2 separate regions of the Mus musculus genome follow, and region 2 is linked to region 1. Evidence: chromatin contacts called from public Micro-C data. All regions are on one chromosome and are shown on one strand. The core of a region is the stretch at or near the end of the contact, and the rest is flanking DNA. Distances in the headings are between cores, read along the strand shown.

What was found. Hi-C and Micro-C count contacts between places; a contact is called where the count stands out from the background.
Region 2: a Micro-C map of muscle stem cells shows a contact between it and region 1, with 2.9 times the contacts expected there. The contact joins two enhancer-like sites. A contact is called at or near these places in 1 of 15 datasets of contacts at CTCF or cohesin (large pre-B cells), 3 of 484 Hi-C or Micro-C datasets (bone marrow-derived macrophages, muscle stem cells and nephron progenitors) and 7 of 115 datasets of contacts at active chromatin or transcription factors (embryonic stem cells, kidney, liver and 2 more).

Annotation. Positions count from the first base shown.
Region 1 is chr6:66,989,291-66,997,166 of GRCm38.p6, reverse strand. All of the region lies in intron 3 of Gng12 (guanine nucleotide binding protein (G protein), gamma 12), which reads right to left. It overlaps Gm36816 (a long non-coding RNA gene), which reads left to right. Exons shown (of 4, transcript XR_869154.3): 2 at 5,899-6,254; 3 at 7,070-7,163. Among named protein-coding and RNA genes, the nearest start is that of Gm36816, 16 kb to the left of the region's middle. Within about 2 kb of position 4,351, at least 15 of the 459 cell types and tissues checked have an H3K27ac peak or open chromatin away from gene starts, as enhancers often do. A contact at or near this core is called in muscle stem cells, where this site is marked.
Region 2 is chr6:67,134,204-67,142,079 of GRCm38.p6, reverse strand. No RefSeq gene overlaps it. Among named protein-coding and RNA genes, the nearest start is that of A430010J10Rik, 20 kb to the left of the region's middle. Within about 2 kb of position 3,654, at least 38 of the 459 cell types and tissues checked have an H3K27ac peak or open chromatin away from gene starts, as enhancers often do. A contact at or near this core is called in muscle stem cells, where this site is marked.

The sequences.
Region 1 (7,876 bases), core at 3,102-5,601:
TAATCCCCTTTATTACTTAATTCCTGCTCTATGCCTATAGCTCAGGGGCTAAAGGATTCCTGAAGGGCCTGACCATGCATGGAAAGGGTAGGCAGGGCAAGCTGTGCATGCATATTTGCTACCCAATGCATATTGTTACCTAACTGGTTTTACACAAGCATTGTAATATAGTGACTACATGTCTTCATTACCATGTGCCAATCACTGTAACTAGTACTCAGCGCTCTGTGCAAATACATGTTTATTTAGTATCCCTAGAGGTTGGATTTATCATGCTCATAGAACTCAGGAAGGTTACAGAATTCTCAAGATCACAAAGCTAGAGATTTTAGTTCATATTTCTTCAACATCAAATCCATGTCCTGATCTTCTTGTTCTACCTTCCCTCTCATAGTGACTAATGCAGAGGAAGAGACTTCCATAAATACCTGGGTTAGAGTAAGACATACAGCAAAGCAACTACGTATTAGGTAGTGTGAAACCACCATTGGGGGATGCTTGTATACCTGATGCTTGTTAGAAACAGGATACACTTTGCTGGTCTTTCCCACAGGTATTCAGTGAAACTGTCTGTTCTAAGCCAATGAATACCTACTGGTATGCTTCCCTGCACAGATTTTAGGAATTCCTGGCTTTCCCACGTATTTGATTAGGACAAATATGTTCACTCTGTGAACCCTCACCTCCAGTATGAGAGTTTCCAAGAACCATGCTACTGTGTACCCATGTGAGGTATCTAAACAAGTTTTCAGTTTGAGGGAAGTCCAAGAGGTGTCCTATGACCTATAGCAGTGCAGTTCTTGGCCCCTGCTTTAATGGTGGGCCATGCTCCATTCATCTGTCCAGACAAATTTTTATAGTTAACACTGGGAACAATGCTTATGATCAAGTTTTACCTGAAACCTAGTTCAGCAAGAAACTATTGGCTCAGAAAATATTTGTTTATGTCTGCATGGCTGGTTTAAGATAACTAAATGGCTCATGTGTTTATTCAAGAATGAATGAATGAATGAATGTTAAAAAGTGGTAATGTGGGGAGAGAGGAAGGCTTCAGTTAATGTATGTTGACATGAGCTATGTCAAGGACCCCAATGCCTCAGATCAGTGGGAGTGGCAAAGGCTTCCTCTGGTCCAAATGGGAGTGGTGTATGTAGAAACTATCAACCACAGCTTCCTTCTCCAGGATGACTGAAGCCTGAGACTGCTAAATCTACCTCCTTTGTTTCAGCTGTATACAATAAACCCACCTCCTAGATTTTGATGCATAAAATAGGTTCAGGCCTGTGCAGGCGATGTCTTCCTTTAGAATGAGCACAGCCTACCAGGTCACAGCTTTTCTGTACTGTGTCTTTCTGTCCTTTCTTCATTCTCATGTCACCCCAGTCAGGTCAATCTCTGAAGCTAGATTTTTCTATGTTAGGGACCATGTTGAGGGCTTTATGTCATGTTTTTATTTACTCTACAACACCCCTAAAAAAGAAATTACTGTTATTTCATTAATTAGCGTCTTTGCTAGGAGTATAAGCAGTAAGCACCAATGGTACCCGAGTGGTCTACTGTGGAGAGCCGTGCCGTGAGCATTCGTCGCCATTATAAGATGGCGCTGGCTTCCACTGCACCTAACTAGTAAACAAGCCTTATGCGCAAGTGCAAGAGTAAATTCACGCCCTGTCACTGCCCATCTCGGGGCGTAGTAATGGGGTGATGGGCGAGAAACTAATCAGGTGCTGTCACGCCACATCAGGTGCTGAAACGTCATGCTGCGGGCTATATAAGCAGCGCCATTTTCCGGGTTCGGGGTCTTCCTTATGTTGAAGCAATAAAAGCTTTGCCGTAGAAGGATCCGGTTGTCTGAGTGAATCCTTGCTGGCGAGATACTAGCTTGGGCGAGAGTCTACAATAAAACACAGCTATCCTGGGCCCTGGGAGCCGGCTCAGTGGGTAACAGTGCTTGCTCTACAGCATGAGGAATGCAGCGGTTTGAATCAGAATGGCTTCCATCAACTCCTCAGAATACTTGGCTTTTGGTGGAACAGTTGGGGAAAGGTTAGGGAATGTGGCCTCAGTGGAGGAGCTGAGTCTCTTAGGGGTGGTTGGCTGTGAGGTTTCAGGCACCCACCCTATTCTCTGTTAGCTCTCTCTGCCTTTTGCTCTAGGATCAAGATGTAAGTAAACTCTTGGCTGCTCTTGTACCACAACCGTGCTCCACCATCATGAGCTCCACTCTAACTGTCTGAAATGATAAGCCAAATTAAACATTTTCTTTTATAAGTTGCCTTGGCCACAGTATTTTGTTACAGCAATAGAGAAATAGCTAAGACAAGGACTTAAGTCCAAGTCCCTATAACCCAGGTTTAAAAAAAAAATCTGCATATTGAATGTGTGCACTTTCACCATTTGTCAGGTGGATCTCAAGAGCTTTTTGATCAGCCATCCTGGCTGAACTTGTAAACTTCTGGTTCAGTAAGCGATCCTATTTCAAGATATTAAAGCAAAGAGTGGCTTCCACTGTGTACACAAAAGAATGCACACATCCCCTTAGACTACTACAGTAGATACATGCTACTAATAATGGCGTGAATTCCAAATGGCATAAAGAGAAATTCTCCCTGCTCCATGTAGTGGTGCTCTTATACATCTGTGAGAGGAAGGGTCCACAAAGGGTAACAGCTACACTGAAGGTGTTCGCTGGTACAGTGGCTCTCAGCCTGTGCTCTGCATACCTGCAGCAGCAACCTCAAGAACATCTGTGAATTTCTTAGAACATTAATTCTCAGATTCCAACCCAGACATACTGAATCAGAACTGGGGTGGACCCTGTCAATGAGTGTCCTAGAAGCACCCCTGCCCTAAGTACTCAAGATGAGGGTCTGGAGAGATAGCTCGGTGGTTAAGAGCTCAGACTGGTCTCTTGGTTCAGTTCTCATCACCAACCTGGGAGGAAGAGAGAGAAAGGCTCACAAACCCTTATAACCCTAGCTCCAGGGCAACTGACACCTTCTGAACTTTGCAGGCACCTGTACTCATATGTGCACACAGCCACATACATACATATACACACAATTACAAATAAGGATAAATATAAAGGCAGTTAAGTCCCTAGTTCATTCTTAAGCCTCTCAAGTTAAGGAAATACTTGCTGCCCTGGACAAGTGCAAACCAGAGCTCTCAAACAGCAGGAAGATCTGGCTATGGAATAAACAAACAGCTGTTTTATTTAAACAAACTTGATCATATTCCTGATGTTATTCTAGAATAAAGCCTAGCTTCAGATGCACAGCTGTGCAAGGCCTACACAAAGCTTGAAAGGTGGCAAGGACTTGAGAGAAGTCTGATTAAGGAAGGGTGCAGAATCGCTCATTTGCTCAGGCTGGGGATTTGATTTAAAGACCTGTGCTAGAGATCTGTTACTATTTCTATACCTGAATTCAGAAACTTTTCTTTGTATCCACCTGACAAATTGAGTGCTATTCCTATCAGCCTTCCCTAGGGACCTAGGAGCTTGTCCTTCCGTTACCTCCCTGGCTCAGCAAAGCCAAGGTTGTTTTCTAAGCAGACTTCCTATCTACCCTAGATGTTGTCTACAATGCAGCTAGTTATTTTACTCATTTTTTGCCATGACAATGCAAAAGAAATAAAATTAGGAATCTATTCTTAAGACCTAGCATCTGGTTCACATGAAGCAAAGGGCATGCCTTCTACCATGGCTAACCATGCAGGAGCTTGGCTTTCAAGAGAGCATCCAAACACCCCCAAATACCCAAAAGAGTGGAAATGTAGCAATAAGACTCTGCTGTATCCATTTTGGATTATAGGGGACATGAAGCCACTGCTTTGCTTTGAAGGAACAAGATAAATGGTTAACAAGGAACAGCCTTCCAGGGAGGGCCAGAGAAGACTATGTAGTTCAGTGACACTGACACAACTACCAGCTGGCACTGAGCATGGCTAATAGTCATATGGGCTGGATTGGTAGCTTATGCTTCCACCAGGGTGAACCCGGGGAAGAATGTAAGTGGGACAATGAATGCCGGAAGGCAGCAGTTAGGAACCTGGAGAAATGAGTGGCCATTGAGGGCTCAGGCAGGCTCAACGTGTAGGTGACTGAAATGAATCAATCCTCGAAGGACCCGGCACTCAAGGTATTGATGAAGAGGGGAATGGATTTCAAAACAGTTACTGGCAAGAGGAGTAGAGCACAGCCTAGAGTGAATTTCTTAGAGAAATGGGGCCACCAAAGGTTTCTGGCACAAGTGATAGGCCTCAGGGAGCTGATGGGGAAAGGGTCAGGCAAGCTCCGACAGGGAGACAAGTGAGCGCCAGAGAAGTCCAGGCAGATTGTTTTCAAGGAAAGTTTAGGCGAAGCTGATGTGATAAGGTTTGGCAGTCAAATGAGACTAGGTTCATATCTCAGCCCTGTCATCCAGTGCAGAATGGTGTAAGGAAATTTAATCTTCAAGAACTCCCGGATTTTCTGTAAAACAAGATGAGGAGATTGCTACCTCACAGGACATAATGATCAACCAAAACCACACAGAAAATAGCGCGCACGAGAAAATCACACAGTGTTATCTACATCTCTACCGTCATTGTGATCAACGTCACCGTCAGCAGTCAGTGCTTCAAACAAACGAATGCGACTGTGCAAAGGGTTGGATGCAGAGGATTAAAAAATGAGTAAGATTCCATTCTTGTCATTGAGCCAGGAGGCTCTGACAGAGCCAGAGCCACATCTGACTTCCAGGCACTTCAGAGGAAAATACTAGAGTTCACCCGGGCCCCTAAGTCTTTAGCCCAGGGTCAAAGCAGGACATCTTCAGAGGAGTTGAAAAGGGCAACAGTGTCACCAAAGCCAGGGGGAAGAGGGCATGCTTCCAGAAGGCAGCTAAGCCCATGGAAGGATCTGTAGTTAAAAACATACCCAGGAAGCACATAAGAGAAAGACATTCCAAAATGTTCCTCCTGCCAGTGACAGGAATTCTAGGAGGATTTCATGTTATTCATGCACAGATGCAGTTGTGAGGTTTTGTTTCGGACAATGGAATATGCTGTGATAGTACCTATGCTGGCTAACTATTGTCCTCAGGGTGTACACAACTGCTTGGTATGGCTAGTCTCAAAGGGCAGCTGACTCTGGGATCCCTTCTCTTCCTTCCATGAGGCTAGAGCTACAGGCAGGCGACCATTTGCACCCAGCATTTACATAGGTTCTAAGCCCACATCTTTTTCTTTGTCTGGAAAGTGCTTTAATCACTGGCCATCTTCCAGCCACAGATAATGATTTTTTTTTTTAAATTTGTTGTTTTTTAAAGATTTATTTTTATTGATTTTGGTTATATATAGGTATGTGTATGTCTGCATATAGGTACATGCATGTGAGTGTAGGTGCCCTTGGAGGCCAGAGTCATTGAGGTTCTCCTGGAATATGCATTGGATCCCCTTGAAACTGGAGTTATGGACAGTGGTGAACTGCCTAATGTGGGTTTTAGGAACTCAATCAGGTCCTGTGGAAGAACAGAATGTTCTTAACCACTAAGCCATCTCTCCAGTCCCAGTTAAGGAGCGTCAGTACATGTAATACACACAAATATCTTAAATATAATGAGCAAAGCCCACCAGGGGCAAATGAGAGCAGGCTGTCTTGTTGGGTTTATATCTACAGTTCAAGTTCTGCTATAACGAGAGTAGAAGTCCATTAAGTTAGGATTGGCCCTGTGTTATCTGCTGGCTGTTAACAATTAAGTTGTACTTTTGTGTATGCTGAAAAATTTAAAGGATAGAAAGTTAAAACTATGATTCTAAGCACTCATAAAACATTACATGTTAACTATTTATTATCAGGTGAGATGTGTCAAGAATGGCAGATGCACATCATGATGATCTCATTTTCTTTTCCAGATCACGACCCAGGGTACACGCAAGTGTCCACGATGCAAAGAACTGCCTTCTAAGGAAGCACAGGCGAAATGACAATCTATGATCTCAGTGCTCTGCCCACTTCGCACAGTGCTCAGTTCTGGGTCACACACACAGGTGCATCATTTTGTATTAACTGCCATAAAAAGTGAAATGCCCAACGCCATGGTTTAGAAGTCTAGAACACGCTAAACCTGGGAGAAGAGGATGTTTTATTTTTATGTAGCCTCCATTTCACCTTCTCCCGAGGAACCTACAAGCAAGCAGCATGTATTCATTTTGCTTTCAAACATGCTAGACTCGAGGAACAGAACCGTCTGGAACTCCTGCAGTGACCAGTAAGATAAAGTTCCTACATTTGCCCCTGTGGGTAAGGTACCTGTGCTGAGCTTCATAGAGCCTAAGTGTTCATGTTCAAAGGGTAGGAGGCTGAAAATGCAAGGAGTTCCCAAGCTCACGTCTTCTAGTTCAGACTTGGTGTTTCTATGATTAGAACTCTAAGTCTCGAGGCAAAGTCATCAACTTGGCCAACAACTTCTTTATAAAAAAGTTGAGGGGAAACAGAACCAGGACTGCAGGTTTGACCGGTCCATCCAGCAGTAACATCAACACCTTCTGAGCTGTTTAGTCACCAAATTTCATACACATTTTAGCATGTCTTCAATTCGTTTCAAAGATTGCTAAGGAATACTCATTAATTCAAAGGTATATAGATTATCTTCAGATAAAGTACAGAACTTAAAAATAAGATTGTTCAGACAAATTATTGCAAAGAATCACTTCAGACACCAGGAGAGGAGCTGGGGAGATGGCCCAGGACTCCTGCAAACACACATGAATATGTGCATACACACGTGCACATATTGGATAAAAGACATTAGGTGCTCAGTAGGCTACTATACACAATTTGCCTGGTAAATTTTATTCACTCAAATTAAAAAAAATTGCAAAATAAAATTTTCAAATAGAACGGAGTGGAAGATTCTTCTTTGTAAACTCTGGAAAAGAATTTCTATGGCTATTGTCAGCCCTGGATTTTCTAGGCCTGACCTATTTGAAGCACTGGAAATTACTTGGCATAGTAGCATGAAATGGCATCATGGATTTTTTTTTTAACAAATGCTGATATCTGCTTCATGTATCTTTCCTCTAGCCTAATCATGTATCTATCTGATGGTCTCCTGGAAGGATGGCGCCATACGCACATAGTTGCTTATGTCTTCTATGCACAACAAACACAAGTTCAGGTTGGTTTGATTTATTATGACATGTGGGTACCAAGAAGAAATTGTTCTGTAAGTCTTCTTCATAATTCAGGAAATAAAGAGTGTGGTGGTTTGAATAGGCTATGGCCCCCATAGACTCATATGTTTGAATGTTTGTCCCACAGAGAGTAGCACTATTAGGAGATGTGACCCTGTTGAAGTAGGTGTGGCCTTGAAGGAAGTGTGTTACTGCGGGGGCAGGCTTTGAGGTCTACTGTGCTCAAGTTACATCCAGTCTCAGTTTCCTTCTGCTGCCCAAGGATCAAGATGTAGCTCTCTTAGCTCCTCCAGCACCATGTCTGCCTGCACGCTGCCACTCTTCCTGCCGTGATAATGATGAACTTTAACCTCTGAAACTGTAAGCCAGCCACAATTTAACTTTTTCCTTTATAAGAGTTTAACCATGGTCATGGTGTCTCTTCCCAGCAATGAAACCCTAACTAAGCCAAAGAGGAACAGTGTTATCTTGAAATCAGGTACAGAGCAAGACCCAACACAGTTTAATGAACTGATCACAGAACGAGGCCCCCATAAACACAATCATGAAACACTTCAGAAGTATGCACTATAGGTAAGCGCCAAGAAGGCTTGCACTCAGAGTATAAAAAGGAGACTTCTCAAACCAGGAGGGTGTCTCATCGCCAAGGCTCTCCTCCAGTGAGTACTTTTACATACAGATCATCTACTGGACGAAG
Region 2 (7,876 bases), core at 2,405-4,904, 150 kb before region 1:
AACTGTTTCCACACGTGTCAGACAGCAGCTTCCTAGCATGACCTGCCAGCGCTTCAGGTGACAGATGTGTCTCAACCTCTCAACCTCTTATCTCTGGCCATGAGCAGAATGACTTACTCATGCTACCAGTCTTGACACCATGTATCTTACTAACATATAAACGTATCTTCTTGGTTTCATATATGGAAAAGTTAGAAAACATCACATTCCTTGACCCTTGGAAACAGCGTATCATACAGTCAGTCAGTAGAGGATAATAATACAGATATAAGCAGTGAGGCCAGAATTGAACCCAGATGGCTGTGTGTGGATTCCCATGTCTTTGACCCTGGCTGCCTGTGAGAGTCTAAAGAAGTTAGAAAAAAAAAATCCAAGAAATTGTCATAGTCAAAGACACCTGACTTAAGATGATTAAATGCAACGCGATATCCTGTGTTCCCACAGAGGTGCAGTATTTGTTTAGCATATAAGAGGTCCTGGATTCAAAACCCCAGGGAGGAAATAAAAAGTGCAAGACCAATATTTAACACAGAGAGTGTGGCAGAGAGTATGCACCCAACCACTACCCTCCATATTTGCAGAAGGCATCCAATCTGGGTTCCAGGCAAAGCACCAGGGCAAAGGGGGTCTCATCTGTCTGTGACCTTGGATATGGCACTGAAAGCTGTTTAGCTGGATCTCTCATCTCCTCTGAAGACTTTACCTTCAGTCCCTAAGCCTGTCTGCCCAGAAAGACTGTGAGATGCAGTCCTCAGGCACTCTGGTTTGTAGACTTACTGACTTGACAACAAGCCATCGCCATACACGTCAGGCCACCTAGTGCTTTAGTCAGAGAAGAAACGATGTTGAGTGATAAGAGCACCTTTCTTGTAAACATATATTTTTTTAAATTTCCTTAAAGAAAATGGCAAGAAGGGGGAAGTGTCAGCTGGGCTATGGAGCTCATTAGTCCCGGTGCTAGACGGTTAGAGGAAATTCACCACAGCCCAAGTCCCTGGGGCATCCAGTCCAGCTTGACCACTGGAGGGAAAGTCCCCTTGTCAGTATCCCAGTCATGAACTTCCAGCTTGCCAAAGCAAAACCACACATGGTGCAAACACAATGCTCGGGGAGTAATCCAGCCCTTCCTGAAGACAGCAACCTGCAGAAAACACTCCTCACACTTCCAGGGCCAGGGATCACTCTGTACTGCTGAGCCAGGGCCCAGCCTGGGGAGCCACAGCAAGGGTGTGGCCTCACCGATACCTTTTCCTTCCCTCCCTCCTGTCCTCATACTACTGTTATCAGGGTTACCTGTGCTTGAACACTTCCGGGCTTATTCTCTTCTGCTCCACTCTGCAGGGAGGAGCCCCAATCTTAGGAAGTTTACCTGGCTAGCTGTGGTCACACTGTGGGTAAGTAGCCATGTCAGGACTCTACCCCATGACCTGACTCCAAGGCCATTCATAGTTTTCCACACCAAGTGTCTCTCTCATCCCGAGATCCTCCACCCTGTCCCCTGGCCACCTGTGGTTTCCTGCCTCAGCCAGATGAAGCTGTGCAGCTACTGCGTTTTTTCCCCGGGAACCTTCAGCAGTCCCTGCTCTTCACTGTTGAGTCACAGCTTCTTCGTGCCATGTCCTCCGCTGGAACAGTCATAGGAAAGTGTCTGGAAACTCCCCTGGGTCTTATCAGCAAAGAAATTCGGTGAAGGTAATTCCTTTGCTTTCTCAGACTTCACCTTGCCCCGAGAGAATAAGGAAGGCTGGAAGGCGCGAGTGTGAAAATGAGCTCTTGGAGTTAGAGGAAGCTTTCCATGATAACACAGGGATATGGCAGTCCCTGTAAACACTCTAGTGACAGCTGGTCTTCAAGGGCCTGACGACAAGAGGCACTATGTCTAGTGCTCCCCTCCTTGTCTGGTCCTTGTCCCCCACAACATCAGCCCAAAGCAACAGCTAGCACCAATCAAATGCCTATTGTACTAGAGCTAAGAGTCAGAGGTCAAGAGCGTTAGTATGAACTCAAAAAATGTTACTCTCTGAGCCTCAGGCTTTTTTCTATCTGCCACTTGTCAGAACTGATGAAACTGTTGAGAGATTAAATAAAGCCACATACAGTGTCTGATCCATCATGAGCACTCAAATAATCATAGCTACTAGCATTGTTAAGTGTAAGACAACCATTTTGCCTTCATGAGTCCAGGCTGGAGACACTTACTGAGCACTGAGTTTGCCTTAGGAGCTAGCTATTCATGTCTCTGGGAAAGGTAGAAAGACCGAGATAATACTTGCTTGAAGGGAGCTCACAGGGCACAGGCCTAGTGTCAAATTATTACGAAATTATGAAGAAAATGTATGTAGATAGGTACACCAACAACAGAGAGACAGTAGGAGGGTAGTCTAAACCCTGGAAAAGGTGCTGTTTAGACCAATGTGAAGAGGAGGAACTGGCAGTCAGGGCATAGAAAGGGACAGCTAGAGGAAAGATTTGTGCATTGCTTAAGGTCTAATGACAGAAGGTGGAGTGACTTGGGACAAAAGAGCTCAGGGATTGACTAGCCAGGCTGTGCTGGAGAGAACATTTACCTTCTAACCTATGGCAGGGAGGACTCTCTCTTGAGAGAGAGAAAAAGAGGTGACGTGGAGAAGGTCCCAGGAATGATGGTGCAGAGTGGCGTCCTGTCTGTCTGTCTGTCTCTTGCGTAGTAGGCTCCCTGGGAGAAACTAGGACTTTTAGACACTCAAAATGGAGCACTCTGGTGAAAGTGCTCACGGTGTGTCATGGTGTCTTGAAAAATGGTCTAATGGGCTTCCCAGCAATCAGAAAAATCTGAAGGAGCTGACCAATGCAACAAACAAGGACACCAGAGTTTACCCAAGGTCCTGCTGCAGGCCAGCAGCCAAACTGCATTTCTCACCCAGGCCTGTGCGCTCCCAGAACTGTCCTTCTTAACCACCACAATATTACCTCAGCATCTGTGGATGATGCACTTTCAAAACTGAGTAACTGTGGGTCTCTGATTCCTTTCCAAACACAAGAATTAGTCCTCCCTGTCATAAACTCACTAATTCTCCGTCCACACAATGAGCCTGACATTCCATCTCTAGCCACGGTGCCCATATTTAGCATACTTCAAATGTTGTCCCAGGAAAACACACTATAAACAGACAGGAGAGCAGAGTGGGTGGAGCAGGAGGCAGGGGGAAAGGGATGTGGCAGCTGCCAACACCTGTTCGCCCAGAATTGCAGCCCGGTGCAATCTCAGGCTGTCTGCCTCTGTCACCCAACTTCTGTCAGTGCGGGCTAGGGGGTGCCACATCCAAATATTTGTAAGGTTCACCGTGTAGCCTGGGCAGCAGCTGTGAAATAGGAGTCCGAGAGCAACGTTGAGCAGGGTAGGGAGTAAAAGCCACCAGGACCTTTGATTCTTTTTCCAAAGCACAGCTAACACCCGCAGTATGCTGGTGTCAGGCTGGCGGCCCACAAGGAAGGCTCGGCGACAGGCAGGAGTCATGACCCAAGGACAGAGAATTATTTACTCCCTGGGAACAGGTGCTCCCTGGGACTCATAGTCCTCGCTGGCTTGATTCTCTGCCCACATGTTCCAGCCCTTCTCAGATGCAGCTCCTTCCAGGGCCACATGAGGCTCTAGCCCTGGACGCTGGTTTCTTGGTGACCTTTGGCAGCACAAAGCTTGCAGGCTCCTGGCAGATGCCATGAAGAGGGCACAGTACCAGCTTGGGTTATTATGTGCTGGCTGGAATCATATCACTTTATAAACAATTGCAACCATGCCAGGTGGTAAGATCATTTGTGCCCTGATGAGCCTACAACCTCCCTGTCTGTATCCACAGAGATACACCAGAATAGTAAGGGGGATGTTGTAGAAGAGTGAGAGAAGCGTGCTGCTGCTTCCGAGGATCTCTGCACACTGCAATTCACCTCCAGGAAACTGCTCTCTAAATTTTCCCCCTGTTGTACAGTGAGAGGGCAGACAACCGAACAAGTAGACTCTGGCTTCCATCAGCTCTTCTTTCCTTCCCTGATTGTTACTTCCTTAAAGCTCTACTTGGTAAGCATACAAGAGGAAGGTTTAGATTTTGCCAGCTTACAAAACAATATAGACAGCATCTGAAACATTTGTTTGCATGGTAGGATTATAGCCAGAGAAGGGGAAGCGAGAAAGCAAGGGCCCTATAGGGCTTCTTGGATCATGAACAGCCCACAGGCTGTAGCCTCATCCTTTACTCCTTATTCTCATAGTCCTCAGAACACAGAGGTGGAAACTAGGAACTCTTCTTGGTCCAGGAATGCAGAGAGGAAAAGAAGCAAACGAGAGGCAATTACGCTCCATGGCACAGTCACAAGGCCATGAGAAGCCATGCTGTGCTAAAGAGGAGCTCGGAAGAAGAGAGCCATCTGGCTTCCTGGTTCACCTTTGTCCTCTCTCCTAGACTGCAGTAAAACTGCACCTCCACCAGCACTCAGTGCCTGTAAGGCACCTTATCAGTCACAGAGAGCTCTCTCTAACTAGTAAATTGGTATATCCTCTAGTTCTCCAAAATCCTGCAGTAGCCACGGCTGTCTTGGGAATAAAGATGGCTAATCATCACCTAGACTCCTCCCCATTTGCTCTCAAGTTCATCTTTCCCCATTCATTTTACTACAACAGAACTGAGCACGATGCTATCTCCCCCTCTTTAGATTGGCTTCCTAGAGAACCCTGATGCAGCCCTCAAAACTCTATATGACAATCTCATGAGATCCGTCATGTAGGTTTTGCACTGTTTTCCTATTTTTGTCTGAAGCCGTGTCTTCCCTTCAGCTTGAAGCAGCTCCCTTATCCAGTACCCTGCCTAGACCAAGTGATCTAAACTCCGCATGATTTGATATCCTCTGTCTTCTAACCTGTTCTTCATTGTTTAGGCCTGAAGGATTCACCAGCTTGGTGAACCATAGAAAAGGTTAAAGGAGAGAAAGGGTTCAGTATCGCTGAGCTGTGGGGCCGCCCCCGTACTCATTTGGTCTCACAACAGTTCATCAAACAGAGAAGTTGACTTCCATCTTACAGAATAAGACAATGGACTCAGAGACTGTATGGGACTATCCCAATGTCACTCAGTGGATAGGTGGTGGTTGTTAGCATTTTGTCTCAGCTCCACCCCACAGTTACCTGGCAACAGCCAGGTCTGCCTGACTCAGTATAAAAGGGGCTGCTTTCTTGCCTTCTTGCTCTTGCTCTGTCCTCTCAACCCTTCCCCATCTCTCTCCATTCTCCTCCAACCCAGGCTGCCTCACTGCACAGGGGGAGGATGTAGAGAAAGTCTGTGGAGTTGAAAAGTGGTTCTGAATTACTCTCCACATAGGCTAAGAAGAAAGCCCACTGTTGTCTTTGTCCTCACAAACATCCCATGTTTAAATCCTGCTTCTAGAAGAGGTTCCTGTCTTCTTCCTCAAATTTGAGTGATCTTATTGTCTGACATCCTATCTCTCACTACATTGTACAATAGCACTGGTTCCTGCTTCTGTTTTCCACATCTTATTGCTCCAACCAAAGGCTGGAAATATTCCCTATACAGTGTCTGGGATAATATCGGGTACATGGCAAATAGCCAACCAGTAAGTCCTTTATTCCAAAGACTTATTGATTGGCAGATGCATGCAGACCCAGCCCCTCCTCCCAGTTCCACGTCATCTTGGGGCAGTCAGTTAATATAATCTTTTATCTCTAGCGTCATCATTAAGGCTTACTATTGACCAAAGTAATTTGTTGAATTCTTGCAGCAGCCCCAAGAGGCAACTATCTTTGTGATTACATTTTATAGAAAGAAGGAAAACAAAACACAAAGGTTAAAAGACTTTTTCAGAGCCACAAAGCCAGAAAGTCCCCGTGATTCAAAACGTAGCAGCCTGGTTCTGAAGTCCATTCTCTAACTAATACATTGCATGTCTGCTCTTCCTCTATTGCCCCCCCCCCCCGCTCCCCAGTTCTCTCTCTCTGACCGTCCCTCCCTTTTTTCTTCTTGCCTCCTCCCACCTTTATTTCTACTTGCCTCTCCCCACCTTTATTTCTAGATAGGCTCTCACTATGTAGCACTGGCCAGCTTAGAACTTGATATGTAGACCAGGCTGACATCTAACTCCCAGAATCTACCCACATCTCCTGAATGCTGAGATTTAAGACATGTGTCACCACACTCAATTTTGTAGATTTCTTTTCTTCTCCTTTCCTTCTTTCCTTTCCTTCCCTCCCTCCCTCCCTCCCTCCCTCCCTCCCTCCCTCCCTCCCTCCCTCCCTCCCTCCCTTCCTTCCCTTGCTTCTTTTCCTTGCTTCCTTCTTTCTTTCTTCTTCTTCCTCTTCTTCTTTTTAGGTTTTTTGAGACAGGGTTTCTCTGTGTAGCCTTGGGTGTCTTGGAGCTCATTCTATATTCCAGGCAGGCCTCAAACTCACAGAGATCCACCTGCCTCTGCCTTCCCAGTGCTGGGATTGAAGGTGAGTGCTATCATTGCAGGCCTGAAGACTTCCTTTTAAGACATAAACATTAACATCATCCTTTTCACAGCATGGTAGTGTGCTGGAAGGTAATCTGACTGTCCAGAACAGACTAGGAACCTTGGAATCCAGAGCTCTGGGCTGACTACAATATAAGCAGAAGTTCTGTGTATCCCCCAAAGTGGCCCTAAATAGAGTATTGTGTTTTACTTTCTCAAGGACTCTCACTATAGGACAGACTCTCTATTAGGCGTTGGAATTAAACACAGTAGACTGGTGGGGTGAAGTGGGCTTTGGGGCTGAAAGCAGGCCTCTCTTGTGGGACCCCCTTCATGTGCTAACCTTCCACAGTCTCTTCCTCAGCCTGGATTTTCCCAGATGCCACATTCTCTCCTGCCTGTCACTCAGTCTGCCCACCCACTCATCCTCCTTGGTTTACTGCCACATCCTCCTCTTCCTGGCCTCGGCTTCCTCTCACCAGGAGCAACTGCTCTCCTAACTCTGCCTTGCAGACTTCAGCTTTCTGGCAGGCAAGGACATGTTTTATAGGCATTTTCCTCCCCCAAAGCTCACAACTAAGCATTTCCTGCCCAGGGCAGAGATTCTGAGGCTTCACAGAGAGCACAGGAACTTGACTACCAAGAAATCTGAACTCCCAGCCTCCTGCTTCAGGCCTTCTACCATGTAGCCAAGGTGTAACACATCTTTAGTGTTTTGTTTTGTTTTTGAAATTTCCGGTCACTAAAGATTACTGAAAACAAATATAAAGATCTAAATTATTCGTTTTAATCACCCATCACCATGATTATTTTGGAATGTTTCCTTTTCATCTCCATGCAGGTAACATACATGGAAGAAATAATATTCTTCAATACAAAAAAAAGGTTTTATAATCTTTTTTACCTAAAATTTTATTGTCCTTGATAAAAATATTTTCTGTTGAAGCAGTTTTTAATTGAGGAATAATTTATATACTCCCATTTATAGTACATTTTTAAAATTTTGCCAGTTGTATGTACTCATGCAGATTTTGCCATAATTGAGATCTAGAATATGTCTATCTTTTTCAAAAGATCCTGAATGCCCTGTGAAATCAATCCTTTCACTAGCCATGTGTGTGACCTAGTGGTGAGGTCCTGGCATATTTTATGTACCCCCAGCTCTCACCCTGACTTTTAATACCCACACTAGTCTATGTGAAGGCATTCCCTGTCTTTTGTTGTTCATTTATGAATCGTTGACCATAAGATGACACTCTGTTTTTGTCTGCATTAAATCCCAACCCTGTGAGCTCTTTAATTATATCTGTGACTATTTCATTGGGATAGATGCTTAGACTAGGAATTGTTAGACCAATGGGTAGGTACAGTTTTAAGGCTGATGATAAATATTTGTGCAAGT